2 separate regions of the Zea mays genome follow, and region 2 is linked to region 1. The links are chromatin contacts, called in public Hi-C maps. All regions are on one chromosome and are shown on one strand. Each heading gives the region's core, a stretch centred on a gene start, on an enhancer-like site or on the middle of the called end of the contact. The rest is flanking DNA. Distances are from core to core; before and after follow the strand shown. Region 1 holds the start of LOC100192808. Region 2 holds the start of LOC100174971.

Region 1 (6,764 bases), core at 2,273-4,772:
ACTGGTTCCACACACATGGTTTCTAACATAAGTCTCTCATCCATCATGTTTTTCCCCTTATGCGCTAGCGATCAGTGGAAGTAGCCAAATGGTGGCTGCCCCTCCGGACAAGCGATGCGCCCAGTAGTTCACCGACAGTTGCCAGCGTGCAGCCGCAACATTCTCATGTAGCTTTTTATTTTGGTTTCGCAGGTGCTACTGTATATTACACGAGGACAACGTCTTGGGAGCTATATTCAGCCTGTGGAAGGAGATGAGGGCTGCAACGTCCTGGGAGGACGTTGAGAACCTGGTCTGGGGAGAGCTGAACCGGTACCAGGACTCTGCAGTTCGCTCAGCATAACTAAACACCAGCAAAAAAAAAAAAAACTTTCTGAACATACGTGTATGTTGTTGTTCCTCCGACGAATGTAACTTCCAAATATAAAAAAAAAGTGTAGGGAAAATAACGAAGGCTCGACACGGCATGCCCGTATTTTCCTATGGCTGGTGATAATATTGAGATCCCTGAAATGGTTCTATGAAATGAACCGCAGACCGTTGAAATCGTTTCAGATCGGCAACATAAATCGCATGGGACTGATGTGCCACAGGGGATTTCTGTGCAGATCTCAGTGCATGACCCACGCACGCAACGCCAATTTCTCGGTTACACAACATATATACCATGACGTTGCTTGGCACGCTGAATCGTTTTCAGGAGAGGAAAAAAAGGGTTTCCGACGAAGATCCGGTGACTGTACTCCACTGAAACGCGAACGCGAACGAAGTCTGGGATCGAGTACGTACTGCACGATGAGTATTCTCTGCCCAAATATGACACCAACGATCGAGTTCCAGATCTACCAGGTAGGGATGAAAACGGACGGAAACGAACGGAAAACCCCTTCTCCCGTTTCCGTATCCGCATTTTATCATCGGAAACGGGATCAGGTCCGGAATAGTCGGGAACGGAAACGGGAGCGGGATAAACGGAATTGCGAAAACGAACGGAACGGAAATATTAACGGAAACTCATAATTTAATACAAATAGAAATATTATTGATGTTTCACTAGTGATTGATTGTCAGAACAATAACATAAAACAAATAGATATAGAGAGGCAACATTCTATTGTTGTTTGGTTGCTAAATGTGTACATTTAGCTACATCTGATGTTGTTTAAGACTTTAGATCACTTGTCATTTGAAAAGAGCAGGTGGTTACAGTGGCCAATTGTGCTATAATTTGTCACCTAAATACACGAGGATTTAATTCATATACTAATGTATATTAGGCTCGTCCCATATTCATCAAATACGGAATAAATACGGGTTCAATCCGGAAAAACGGGATCCCGCAAAAACGGACGGAATAAGTCCTCTCCCGTTTCCGTCCCGTTTCCATATTTTTCCGTAAATACGGAAACGGTCGGGTCAAATGTAGAAAACGGTACGGGTCGGGACGGGATTTTTTCCATCCGTTTTCAACCCTACTACCAGGTGGAATTGGGCGTCTGGGGCCCCGGGTTGTGGGAATGGAGCGGAGCAGAGGTTAGCAGGTCGCCTACTCGTCTGGTCCGGAGTTAATATCTCAATTATAGGATCCGAGACGTCGTCCTTTTCGGTTTGTTTCAAAATTAAGACTGCTACCTTGAATATCTGATAACCATCCAGGCTCTGTACAGTAGTTCCCCTTCCCTCATGAGACACGACCTTCTCTCCCGTGGCGTGAACCTGCTAATACCTGCTCCAGCGCCGCCACGACAGGCTCCCTCTCGTCCATGTCTTCCTCTCCTCATCTCCCGTTCATGCACAACAACAATTCAGTTAATTCCGTCAGCCAAGCACCGATATACTGACGGAAATTACTGATTGGGTTTAGTTAATTCTCGTTAATTGCTGATAGAAATTACTTAATTCTCGTCAGCTATATGACAGCTACAGGGATTAACTAATTCTCGTCGACTTGGCTTGGCCCATAAAAATTAATACGTTAATTCCCGTCCGCAACGACTGGTTCATGGGAATTAGTGTTGGTACTCGCTCTTCCAAGCAAGAGGATCCAACGGGGAAGTGGAGAGTGTTTGCAAAATTCAACGGAGAATGTCAATAGCTCTGTTAATCTGTCCCCTCAAGGGTACTGTACGAGGGTATTTATAGGTGCCCGAGTGCCTACCGCCCTCAAACAAGGACGTTTATGCCCTCGGGAACCTAGAGTATCATCAGAATATTCCCCCGAGGGGAGGTTACAGACCGTCATTACAGAAAAGGCTATTACAGATGAGGTCTGCAACATGTTTATCCCTGCGGGGCCCGTTACAGTGGGCCGAATCCCACTTGGGCTTCCGGACCCGATGAGGACGTGAGACTAGCAGACATCGTCGGAGTCTTGCCTTCGTCTTGCAATGGAGAAGGGCGAAGGGCGTCCGCGAAGTCCAGTCGCGAAGTCCTCATCGGACCGGCGTCTTTTGGCATCGTTGGTGAAGCGAGGCGACGAAGGCATCGAGCAAAGGGTAGCGTCTTTGCCTTCGCCCCAACATTTAGTTCACGAAAACACATAGCGCACAAAGTTTGGTTTAACCTACCGAGGGAAACCCCACTCGAGTTAAGAAATAAAGACGACCAAACACTGTACTCAGAGATAACCACCACTCGGATGGTTAGAATTTTGGCCGCTGCCACCACCAGGAGGGTACGCGAAGAGGGACTCAACAAATCCAGTTTCTATGGGTTCAGACCCACTTTCGCCCGCTTCAGGCGTAACCTATGCAAGATGCAAATATGAACAAGTTAAATGTAAATATTAACAAGCTAAGTATACAAGTGTATACAATTATCGAGAGTTATCAAACGTACCATGTCTCCAAGTGCATGTATATGTGTCGGAGGGGTGTTGAACTGTTGAGTCCTCGGTCCATGTTTAATGAATATTTGATTAAGTTTAGATACAGTTCATGTTTTGCTACTACACTAACTAGATGAAATGGTAGTTTAGATAACATCATTAAGAGAATTTGCTAAGATTAACGTACCAGAGTTGGTATGGATGCAAATTGGCTCCATTGTGGCGGCGGTGGAATGTTTGGTATTATGCCCTGTTGTTGCATTAATTGTTAAACATATGTGTTACTATTGAAGATGTTGGATTGAAATATAAGAATTTAGAGTTCATATTATCTATATTTACTCGATACATCGTTTGGTTATGTGCATTGCAAACCTTAATAAATTCTTGTTGATGTCTCATCTCCTCACGCAACCTCATAGTCTCTAACTCCTGCTCGTTCGATCGACGAAAGCATAAGCTACGGGAAGACAAACCCGTCCTCTAAGATCTCACCGACATGAATCGGTAAGATCTTGTAATCAATGATATGATAGGTAATTTTTGTGCAACTTCACGGGGAGATATGAAAATAGTGTATTTTTTTTATAAAACTGACCTCTAGTTTTAATTTTTTTTAAAGGTAGAGATCGTGAAGCTAGACCTGATTGACAGAAAAAGCTAAAATAAATATAAAATTGTGGAAGCGGATCACTCTCAAACATGTCTAAACTCGGCTTAACGCGTATCGGGTGCCCATTGGCCACTGGCCCCTAGCCCTCGCCCTCCCTTTTCTATTGCTCCGAAGCCCGAGTTGCGAGCTGTCTCCTCCACTCTTCTCCTTCACTGTCGCAGCCGCCCCTTGTAGAAGCTTCGAGGCTGCTGCTGCTGCGCCCATGGCCGCGGAAGGCAAGACGCCGTCCCTCGCCGAGGTACGCAGCACACCGACTCTTCTAGCCCATCATCTCATCTGGTTCCCACACCACCCGATCTGGACTTGGCGACCCCATGGGGACGGATCTAGCGGGCGCCCCCAGATCTGCGCTTCTCCGATGGCCCGTGCAGGATTGGGTTATGCTCAGCGTCCGGATTCGTGTCTGGTAGCAAGGAACGTTTATCTGCCGCTGCTGATTCGTAAATGCCGAGCGGTCGATTTGGTTGGCCGATAATTTCGTGGGATTCAGGGACCTGTAAGCGTAGTGTTAAGGGTTTTGGGTGGACGAAGAACATAAAGTTACCTGCCGCTAGTTTCGATTTTGTTTGGAGGTAGTCGAATTACCTGTTAATTAGGTCCTTGTGGAATGCTGATAGATTTAAAGTTTGTGTTATGCTGTAGGCGGTGGTGGCGCTTAGTCTCTCGTGCAAGTTTGGTGCCTAAACGCGTATGAGATTCTGAGGGTCGTGTAGATTTTAGGATGAAAGCCGTCAACGCTGACGGGCTATAAGGATTTCTGGTTATGCAACACTATTTTTTGCTATGAGCCCTGTAATATCAAAATAGTCAAGGACTTTTTCTGTGATTAGATATTCTTGGACATAATTTTTAGTGCTAGATATGTTCTTTGTAAGGAAAGGATAGTGCCATTATGCTAATATCTTTCCTTTTAGTCTTTTACAAAGGACATGGTCTTTCTACCTGATTCTTTCAAAATGTCTAGTTTATATAAAATTTATAATTATTGATTTTGATTTCTAGAATTTTTGTAGATAAGTATTGACCACTTGGTGTTCGAATTCTTCTGAATGTTATTAAAATTATGAGTGGTTCTCTCCTCCTTTGCATATATCTATTAACTTTGACTTTTACTGTTCAAACTGTCTGTTCATAAGTTTCAAATTTATAGTTATCTAAAGCTGTGAAAAGATGTACTGGAATCATGACGAAGGATTATACTTGTAACAATTTGCATGAGCATAAGAAACCTGGTCAAAGTTTGAATAGTAGAGTCAAAATTGACATTTTTTGTAAATGGATAGGATTGTTCTTAATAGTTGCTTTAGACAATGTTAGTTTAATCCTATAGATGATCTGGAGTGAGAATCACAAAATAGATCTTCACTAGCTGTTAGGAGAATCGAATATGATGTAGGTGGTTTAAGTATATGGTCTGTTTTGCGTGTGAATTGGAATTTCTATAGAGAAGATAAATTCCTGTATAGTTTTTTCGTAGTTTGCTCAAAGGCTCAGTTTTTTTAGTAGAAACGACAGTGTGCATTTTTTAACTATGAACAGTACCTGTCAGGTCTATTAATTTTTGTATGTGTTTTAGAAAGCCCTAGGGCAGGTTCTAATTGGTTAGATTAGGTGGTAATCACATAGGTGGCCCATTTTTTTTGGAACTTTTCTTTACAAGAATGTTCTCATGCATATTCACCATTTTCTTTATGTGACCAGCATCGAACATCGTTTATCTATTCTTATTTTCATCTGTTGCTGTCTAATGTTTACCGGATCATAGTGTCTGGGTGTGCTCATACTTGCAATCTTTGTATGGAACTTTTGAGTGCACATGTAAAATTGGTCTCCTATGTTGAAGTTGGTTGTGTTGTTATATATTTTAATCTGATGGGGCTGGTTATATGGGTTCATGTACTTGTTGCTTGGTAATTGCTACACTGCACTAGTTGTATATGAGTTGGGACAGTTTAGTCAATATTAAATTGGACTTGGCTGTTTAATACAGTTTAAGGTTATTAAGGCTTCTACATGTGCTCCCTTCTTGAATACAGTTTTAAGTTTTTCACTTACAACAATTTCGTCGTCTATGGCCTGCAAGAATTTGTAAGGAATCCCAAGTGTATTACACCGTCATGGCTACATATGTGTCATAAGGTTCATTTCTCAAAGTTGCATATGCATACTGGCTTCCCCAGATCCTACTCATGTGATAGCCTCTGTCATTGGGTCTGCATATGCATACTGGCTTGCTTACTTTCATGTTAGATCTTAAATGCAAAAGTTGATCTCCTTTGATGTTAATTGCTTGCATTAAACTTCACTAGTTGTATGTGATGAATAATACACTAGTTCTTCTGAAAGCTCATTCCTCTTTGATTTGCGCTTTTATTTCCATTTTATGATCCATGATTAGTGTTATTGAACCCATGCTTCATTTGTAGGAGTATTCACTTCCACCACAGGAAGTTCCAGTGGAAAAGGCAGCTGAGGAGAAGCCCTCTAGTGGTACTGAGTCTGAAGCTGCTCCCTCAACCAATGATGAAACTCCTCCATCTGTAGAAGACAAGAATGGAACTTCTGAAGTACAAGATGCTGCTGAAAATCCAGAGGCAGAAGAAACTAACACTGCTGCAGAGGAAACACCTGCTGTAGAGGAAGCAAGTGAGACTACCGAGGAGGAAGAGGCTGAGAAACCTGAGATCAAGGTTTGTTGCTGCCAAAAAATATACTGATGGTGATATCACTTGGTAATTTCATGTTAATAGATGCTAAATGCTTTTAAATTTCAATATACAGATCGAAACAGCTCCAGCAGATTTTCGTTTCCCAACAACAAACCAAACAAGGCATTGTTTCACACGCTATGTTGAATATCACAGGTAGGGTTTATCATTCTGATATTTCATAAAGTCGAGATAGATAAGGATCATCGTGGTAAGTCTTCTCAATAACTGTGGTTAATTAATCAGGTGTGTGGCTGCAAAAGGTGAGGATGCACCTGAGTGTGATAAGTTCGCCAAGTACTATCGATCCCTGTGCCCAGGTGAATGGGTATGTATTTATTGGTTTCATCAGATTTACATTCTGTCCTTGTTGCTTGTTATAGTGTTGAGATTAGAAAAAACTTTCTGAGGCATGTGAATTATGCATTTCGAGTTGATACGCAATTAAGCATTCACTTTACAGCAGCACTGTTCTTTAAAAAGAATAACGATGTTTTAGCTGTCTAGCACTATTACTGTACTTTACCCAGATAAAATACTTGAACTTTAGGATATG
Region 2 (6,764 bases), core at 2,237-4,736, 620 kb after region 1:
CCTTTTGTAGCAAAAAGTGCATTTTGGACTTGGTTTGAGCCAATTCAGGAACTCTATTGAAGATTTGTGAAAGAGGTGAGTTTCTCACACTTAGTCAATTGGATTATGTGCTAATTATGTCTAAGTCGTAGGGAAGCTCCCAAGGACAACCAAAAAGAATTGGAGAAGATTGGCTCAAAAGAGCCTAAGTTGGGATATCCTAGGCCTCACTGGACCGGTTTGGTGGCACACCGGACCGAGTCCACAGGAGCCCGAGACTTAAGAGTTCTGGTGGCCTGGCGTACTGGACCGCTTGTATGGCTGAACAGTGAACTCTTGAGAATTATAATTTATAATTCATCGGGCCTTCACTTTTCATGGTCCGGTGGCACGCCGTACCGTCCTCCAATGGCTACTTCGCGGGCACGTGCGCTGGCCAACGACTATTATGCGTCCCAGTATAGAGGTGCACCGGACCGGTCCGGTTCCTGTTAGCTATGGAAACCATCCAATCACATCTCAAACTCAGGGCACATGGACTCGGTCCAGTGGTGCACCGGACCGGTCTAGTGTCCCCGCAGAAGACTGGATTTCTACATCTTTTTAAACGAAAGGGGCAACTGCTATGGGCCTTTCGGGGCTATAAAAGGAACCCATGGCACACCTCTTCAGCACATAAGCATACTTAGGGCTTCTCTACACTTCTATACTCTGCCACAACACATTTGTGTGATTCTAGCGAGATTGCGCTCTTGAGATCTTCTCTTTCGTGTTGTGTTGCTGGTTTTGGCTCTTGTGTGTACTTTCTCTCCTTTATTGTGCTAAAGTTGCAACTCTGATCTTGTGTACAGCTGCAAGCAGGGGTGGACCCATAGGGGGGTCCGGGTGGGCCCTAGCACACCCTAAGCCAGGCCCACCGGGGACCCCACCCGGCCATCCCGTTCGCCCGTTCAGCCGACGTCTGACGTTCCAACTTCTCTGGTTCTCCCGAGCGTTCGGCTAATCGGCTTCCTCTTCCCAGTTCCTGGCGAGTGCGCTGTGCACGGCTGTTCCTCAGTTCCTAGCGGCTGGTGTATGGCCACCGGCGTCCTGCAAGGCTGCAACAGCATCTTGGCATCTTGCTCGTCTGGACGCCTGCTCGGTCGGCTCTAGAGCCTTCGCCCCTCCGGTCCTGCAAAGGCTGCAAGTCTGCAACACATCTTGCGTGGTCTTCAAGCAACCACATCTTGTAACGGCATCCTGCAAGGCTTGCATGGAACGCCTACTGCCTGCGCTCAGTAACGCTCGCGCGGAGGTGCCCTTCCCCGCGTACAGGTGCGCATGAACATCGCGCCTCTCGGCTGATTCACTATCATTATTTTTATAGTGACTAAAATATGAAGAAGCAGGGAGATATTGACTCTTTTTTTCCAATCATGCTGCAAAGAAACATAAGTTTATTGTGTCGACACCTAAAAACAAGAGGAAGAGAGGATAAATGAAGAAATTGTGAATCCAATGCCATCTGCACCGCCACCGCCAACACTTTATGATGTCAGCCGTCTTCCACATGATCTAAGTGAAAGACAACCTATTGCAAGCTACCATGCTAATGATCATGATGCAATTGGAAGAGCATATATTATTATTATTAGAGGTCCATTTCAACCATATGCACATGAATTCCCAAATAGGAAAATTGGAGATAGAGATCGTCATTTTAATTTTGTTGCGGCACACCCTATACAAAAATCCTAGGTCCGCCACTGGCTGCAATAGACTCCAATTTGTGGAGATTCCTTGCGAGAGGATATTATTGATATAAGGAAGACCTTGTCACTCAAGTTCGATCTTTGGATCAATTGAGAGGGTTGAAAGCAACCCTTGTCTAAGAGGATACCACAACGTGGATGTAGGCAAGCATTTCAGGCTTGGCCAAACCACGAGATAAAATCGTGTGTGTTACTTGTTCATTTACTTTCTTGCGATTTTCTTTCTTTCTAAGTTCTCCAAATTCATTTGTAATATTGCTCTTAGTCTAATTTACATCTTGAAAGAGCAATCAAGTGAAAATGACTTTTCTCTCTTCTTCTCTCTTGAACTTGGTTTAGAGTTACACTAACCTCCTAACTTTGGACTAAGTTTGAGTTTAGAGTTACACTAACCTCCTCTCTAGGTGCTCTCAGAAAGTAGAATCCAAACTGGATTATCTATAGATAATATTCACCCAAAAAAATAGGTGTGCATCTCAATATAGGCAATAAGCACAACAACTAATCCTACCTCTCCCAACCCTTTTAAGCACTCATCCACCCAACCTAGGCGGCCAGCCACCAGCCGCCCCGCCCACCAGGCAACGTGTCACTTTGTTTTTATTGTTTTGTATGGTTAAACAATGTTGTCCTTATTACATGTCAGATTTATTGGTAATGTATTGTCGTTGGGTGTCGTGTAGCTAGTAATGTCATATAAAATATAATGTGATAATAATTTTTTTATCGAGGATAAGGACCCATTGGAAACCCGATACCCGAATGGTGATAGGTATGAGATGAATCTTATACCTATGATGAGTACGAGTATCGGGATGAGGATGGTTATAGCTTTACAAGGATGATTATAGATAGGATGTCCAAACCGAGTGGTGGATTTTCCATTCTATGGTGGTACCAACCACAGCTGCAGTGAACATTTGTTCTGGAGACGGTGGAATACTTGTCGGCCATACTCAGAAGGTGCAACACAACATGAGCAACTAACTTTAGTGGTTGACGAAGAGTTTGACTTTTCCATTTCTGGAGTGCATACTGGGTCCATGGGTAAACCCGAAGAACAAGGAAAGCACTTGTCCATCAATTGCACTTGAGTAGCAAAGGTTTCAGGTTGTCGGTGCTGACATCTCTTCTACTCTGTTAAGACCAGGCTAAGGGGGTGTTTGAATGCACTAGAACTAATAGTTAGTTGGCTAAAAATTGGTAGTGGAATTAGCTAGCTAACAAATAACTATCTAACTATTAACTAATTTACCAAAAATAGCTAATAGTTGAACTATTAACTAAAGTGTTTGGATGTCTCAACTAATTTTAGCTACTAACTATTAGCTCTAGTGCATTCAAACACCCCTTAAGTGAATGTCATGGTATGGGCTGACATTTCGAGAGGTGGAGAGTGTCATGGTATGGGCTGCCATGTGGGCCGAGAGTCCGAGACCGGGCTAAATGAGCTGGGCTGAATAGGACTGACTGCAGGTAGAAAGGCAAGCGCAACATTTGGCACCGTTAGCTCTCCACTAAACTTGTCAGATGCAATAATTTATGTTTTTATTAATGGCAAAGCCCTCCTGCCAGCCAGTGCCTTCCTTCCGGGTCAACCACTGGTACAGTCACATCACGAATTCCCACTGGCAGTACGATAACCTCACTGAGCGGTAGGGCCTCCCGTCCCAGAATCCTGCAGGACCCATCGATCATGGCCCCACGGGTCCTGCTCCTGCGTGGGTTCCAATTCCAAGTCGCCCACCGTGACGCCCATCGAGTCAACCGAACCCAAGCCGTGTGGCGACTGGCGAGGCGAGTGCCCCAGTTCCTAACTCCGGTGGGCGCGCTCCCACCGCCGCGCGGCTCAAAACCCGCCCTCAGCCTCCCGCGCTCCAGTCCACACGGGAGCGGGTGGTGTCGTCTGAAGCGGCGCGATCAAGGAGTCTTCGGGCGCTCCGGTGAGCTATCTAGATCTCAACATCCTCTCCCCTCTGTAGTCTGTAGTTGTACTCTCCCGCCCGATGGTTCAGTTAAGTTATATCCTCTCCCCTTATTTTTACTCGGTCGATACCATTTCGTTGTGGATTGGGCGCCCCCGCAGGTTGAAATGCTGCCCATCATGCTGCGGCCCTGTACTATGAGGATGGTTCTAGTTTTGCGTCTGGCAATTTGGGGCGTACATGCTTTTGGCTGCGTACTGTTACTGATCGGAGAAAATGTTTGTAACGTATGATTCGTTTTTCAGGACGTAACGTGCTGGCGGTTGCTTATCTCCGGATGTATATATAAGCGGAAATGTTCTCCTTGTTCTATGGCCTGTGGAAGTATGTGTTCGCCAAGGACGAGTTCCGTGTTCTGATTCTTGGTGTTGACAGAGCTGGCAAGACGGTAGCTGCTAGCTCCCAGCCTTCATATATATATTTCCCTTTCTGAACTAGAAATTGATGATACTTACCTGTACACGATGTTTCTGGAACCGTTGCCATAGACTTTGCTGGAGAAGTTGAAATCGATATATCTCAAGGGGGAAGGACTTCCGCCTGACCGTGTCGTTCCAACAGTTGGGCTCAACATTGGCCGCATCGAAGACGCAAAGGCAAAACTTGTTTTCTGGGATCTAGGTGGTCAGGTAAGAACGTTTACGTACGTAGTAAAGTGAGCCTTCTGTTGCCGTGGCACCACCCTACGATCGTTGATATTTGAGTCTTGTCAGTTTGGTGCTATATCAGGGTTTCTAATGCCTGGGAAATACATGTCATAAATTCAAATTACTAGGATGTGGTTGCTTTAGTTATTAACCTAGCATCTTTTTGCGTTCCAGCAGAATATATATAATCTAGTTATATGGAATGCTCAATAGAATTTTCAGAAAGCAAAGATATGCTCTGTTGGCTAACATTCACAGTACTCAATAGAATTGTTTACTAGTAGAACAGCATCAGCTTCTCTGCTATGTTATAAGAATTAGTGTAAAACTAACTTCAGTATCACTGCTTGCTAGTATGATAATTAAGCTTCCATGCCAAGTTCAGTATTTCTTACACACTTGCCTGCTTGGCAGGTTAGCCTACGAACAATCTGGGAGAAATACTATGAAGAGGCCCATGCCATAATGTACGTTATTGACGCTGCCACAGCATCGTCATTTGAAGATTCCAAATCTGCTCTGGGTAAGGTTCTTATTTGTGTTAATTATAAACTACTCCCTCCATTCCAAATTATAAGACATTTTGGCCTTTTTTCTAGATAAATAAATTTTGCTATGGACTTAAATATTATTTATATATATATATATATATATATAAAATGTCCTGGTACATAGTTAAAACATTATATCTTAAAAAGCTAAAACATTGTCTTATAACTTGGAACAAGGGAGTACTGGTTTGTTTCTATTGCTAGATCTTCCGAGAAGATGCATTGCCTCTCTGGTAAATGGGATGAGAACTCATTCTAGCTAGAGAACCTAACCTAAATTTCTTACTTCAGAGAAGGTTATTCGCCATGAACATCTGAGAGGAGCACCACTCTTGATAGTTGCAAACAAACAGGTGAAGGGTTTACTTCCACTTTCTATATTTTGTACCACAGTACATAATTATGATTGAAAGATTCAGTGCTTACAATAAAGTTGCCATCGTAGTAAAATAAAGATTTTGTTTTTGTCATGTGCCCATGCTGTGAGGCATACAAATCTAAATTCCTACGTTGCAAAGCGCCTATGCGCCATTGCGAGGTTGAATACCAGATGTAGTTTGGCCAATTGTGATGTACAGATGTGCCACATTGACAATTGACACGCAGTTTAAAGGAGAGTCAGACTACTAGTTTTTTCATTGCCCAACATATACCTTTGGCCACTTATTGAAAATGTGAGAGATCATTTGAGTTTGAACAGTAAGTTTTGTGAGATATCATTTTATTTAGTAATCATGCACACATGTCTAGAATTGTGAAATGCACAATAAAGACGCAAACTCCCACGAGCATGCAGGTACACCCGATTGAGGATTCTCAGCGAATGTTCCAGTTTCGAGAATCAAACAACATATAACAATGATGAATTTTTTAAATCAATTAAAACTTCCTGAAAAGATCACATGGAAACCAATGACTACATGCACTGTCTGTTTCTGTTAAGCTGGGTACACATTATTCTATCAAATTGTTTATTATTTACCTCTTGTTCTCATGTTTGGAGGGTGCTTCTGGATTTCTTTTGGCAGGATTTACCTGGAGCCATTGATGAGGAAGAATTGGCTAAATTTCTGCATAAAGAACTGGATGAGAGGCCATATACATTTCAGGCTGTATCTGCATATGATGGGTGAGCGCAGAAACTCAACTGGTTCCTGAGGAAATTTGACTCGCCATGAAAAAAAATGACAATTTTACTCAAAGATACAAAAAATTCACACATTCGTCTGTTATATTGTTTCCTGGGTGCATGAAACTCAACTGGTTCGTGAGGAAATTTGACTCGCCATGAAAAAAATGACAATTTTACTCAAAGATACAAAAAATTCACACATTCGTCTGTTATATTGTTTCCTGGGTGCATGATATTCTAAAGATCTGTTATATTGTTTAAATGTGACACCGGCTCTTGCAGCAGGGGGATCAAATCTGGCATAGACTGGCTGGTGGAACAAATGGAAAAAAGCAAACGTACCGAGACACTGCAGGCTCGTGCTGGCGTAGCTGGACAAATTTAGAATGGGGTGAATTTGTTAAAGAACAAAGCATTGGATAGGACGGCTTCCTTCGTATCGCGTAAGCAGCCATTTGCTGCATTCCGGGATTATCGTTCCAGGTCGCCCAGAGTGCTGCAAGAAATGTTTGGCTGGTTGCTCCTGTGGTGGTGGTGATTGGTGAGGCGATTCGTTTGGTATTATTGAGGTTGCATTCATATGTACCTAAAGGTCGCAAGCATACATGTCTATATGATGCTTTTCAATTTTCGTAGCAAACTAGTAGCTTCAATACAGAGGATCAAAGAGAGCCGTGTTCTTTAACTTGTTTGTGATAAAAAAAAAGGAAGAAAGGAAA

What was found. Hi-C and Micro-C count contacts between places; a contact is called where the count stands out from the background.
Region 2: a Hi-C map of tassel shows a contact between it and region 1, with 2.5 times the contacts expected there. The contact joins the promoter of LOC100174971 here to the promoter of LOC100192808 in region 1. A contact is called at or near these places in 2 of 25 Hi-C or Micro-C datasets (ear and tassel).

The regions. Positions count from the first base shown.
Region 1 is chr1:67,938,632-67,945,395 of Zm-B73-REFERENCE-NAM-5.0, forward strand. It overlaps LOC100192808, which reads left to right and starts at 3,523. Exons shown (of 5, transcript NM_001138001.2): 1 at 3,523-3,738; 2 at 5,927-6,190; 3 at 6,282-6,364; 4 at 6,455-6,536. The coding sequence starts at 3,703. It overlaps LOC100383440, which reads left to right. Exons shown (of 16, transcript NM_001176090.1): 16 at 193-461. The coding sequence ends at 343.
Region 2 is chr1:68,555,966-68,562,729 of Zm-B73-REFERENCE-NAM-5.0, forward strand. It overlaps LOC100174971, which reads left to right and starts at 3,487. Exons shown (of 7, transcript NM_001134282.1): 1 at 3,487-3,673; 2 at 3,961-4,103; 3 at 4,204-4,344; 4 at 4,777-4,885; 5 at 5,205-5,266; 6 at 5,942-6,042; 7 at 6,328-6,521. The coding sequence starts at 4,011. The coding sequence ends at 6,430.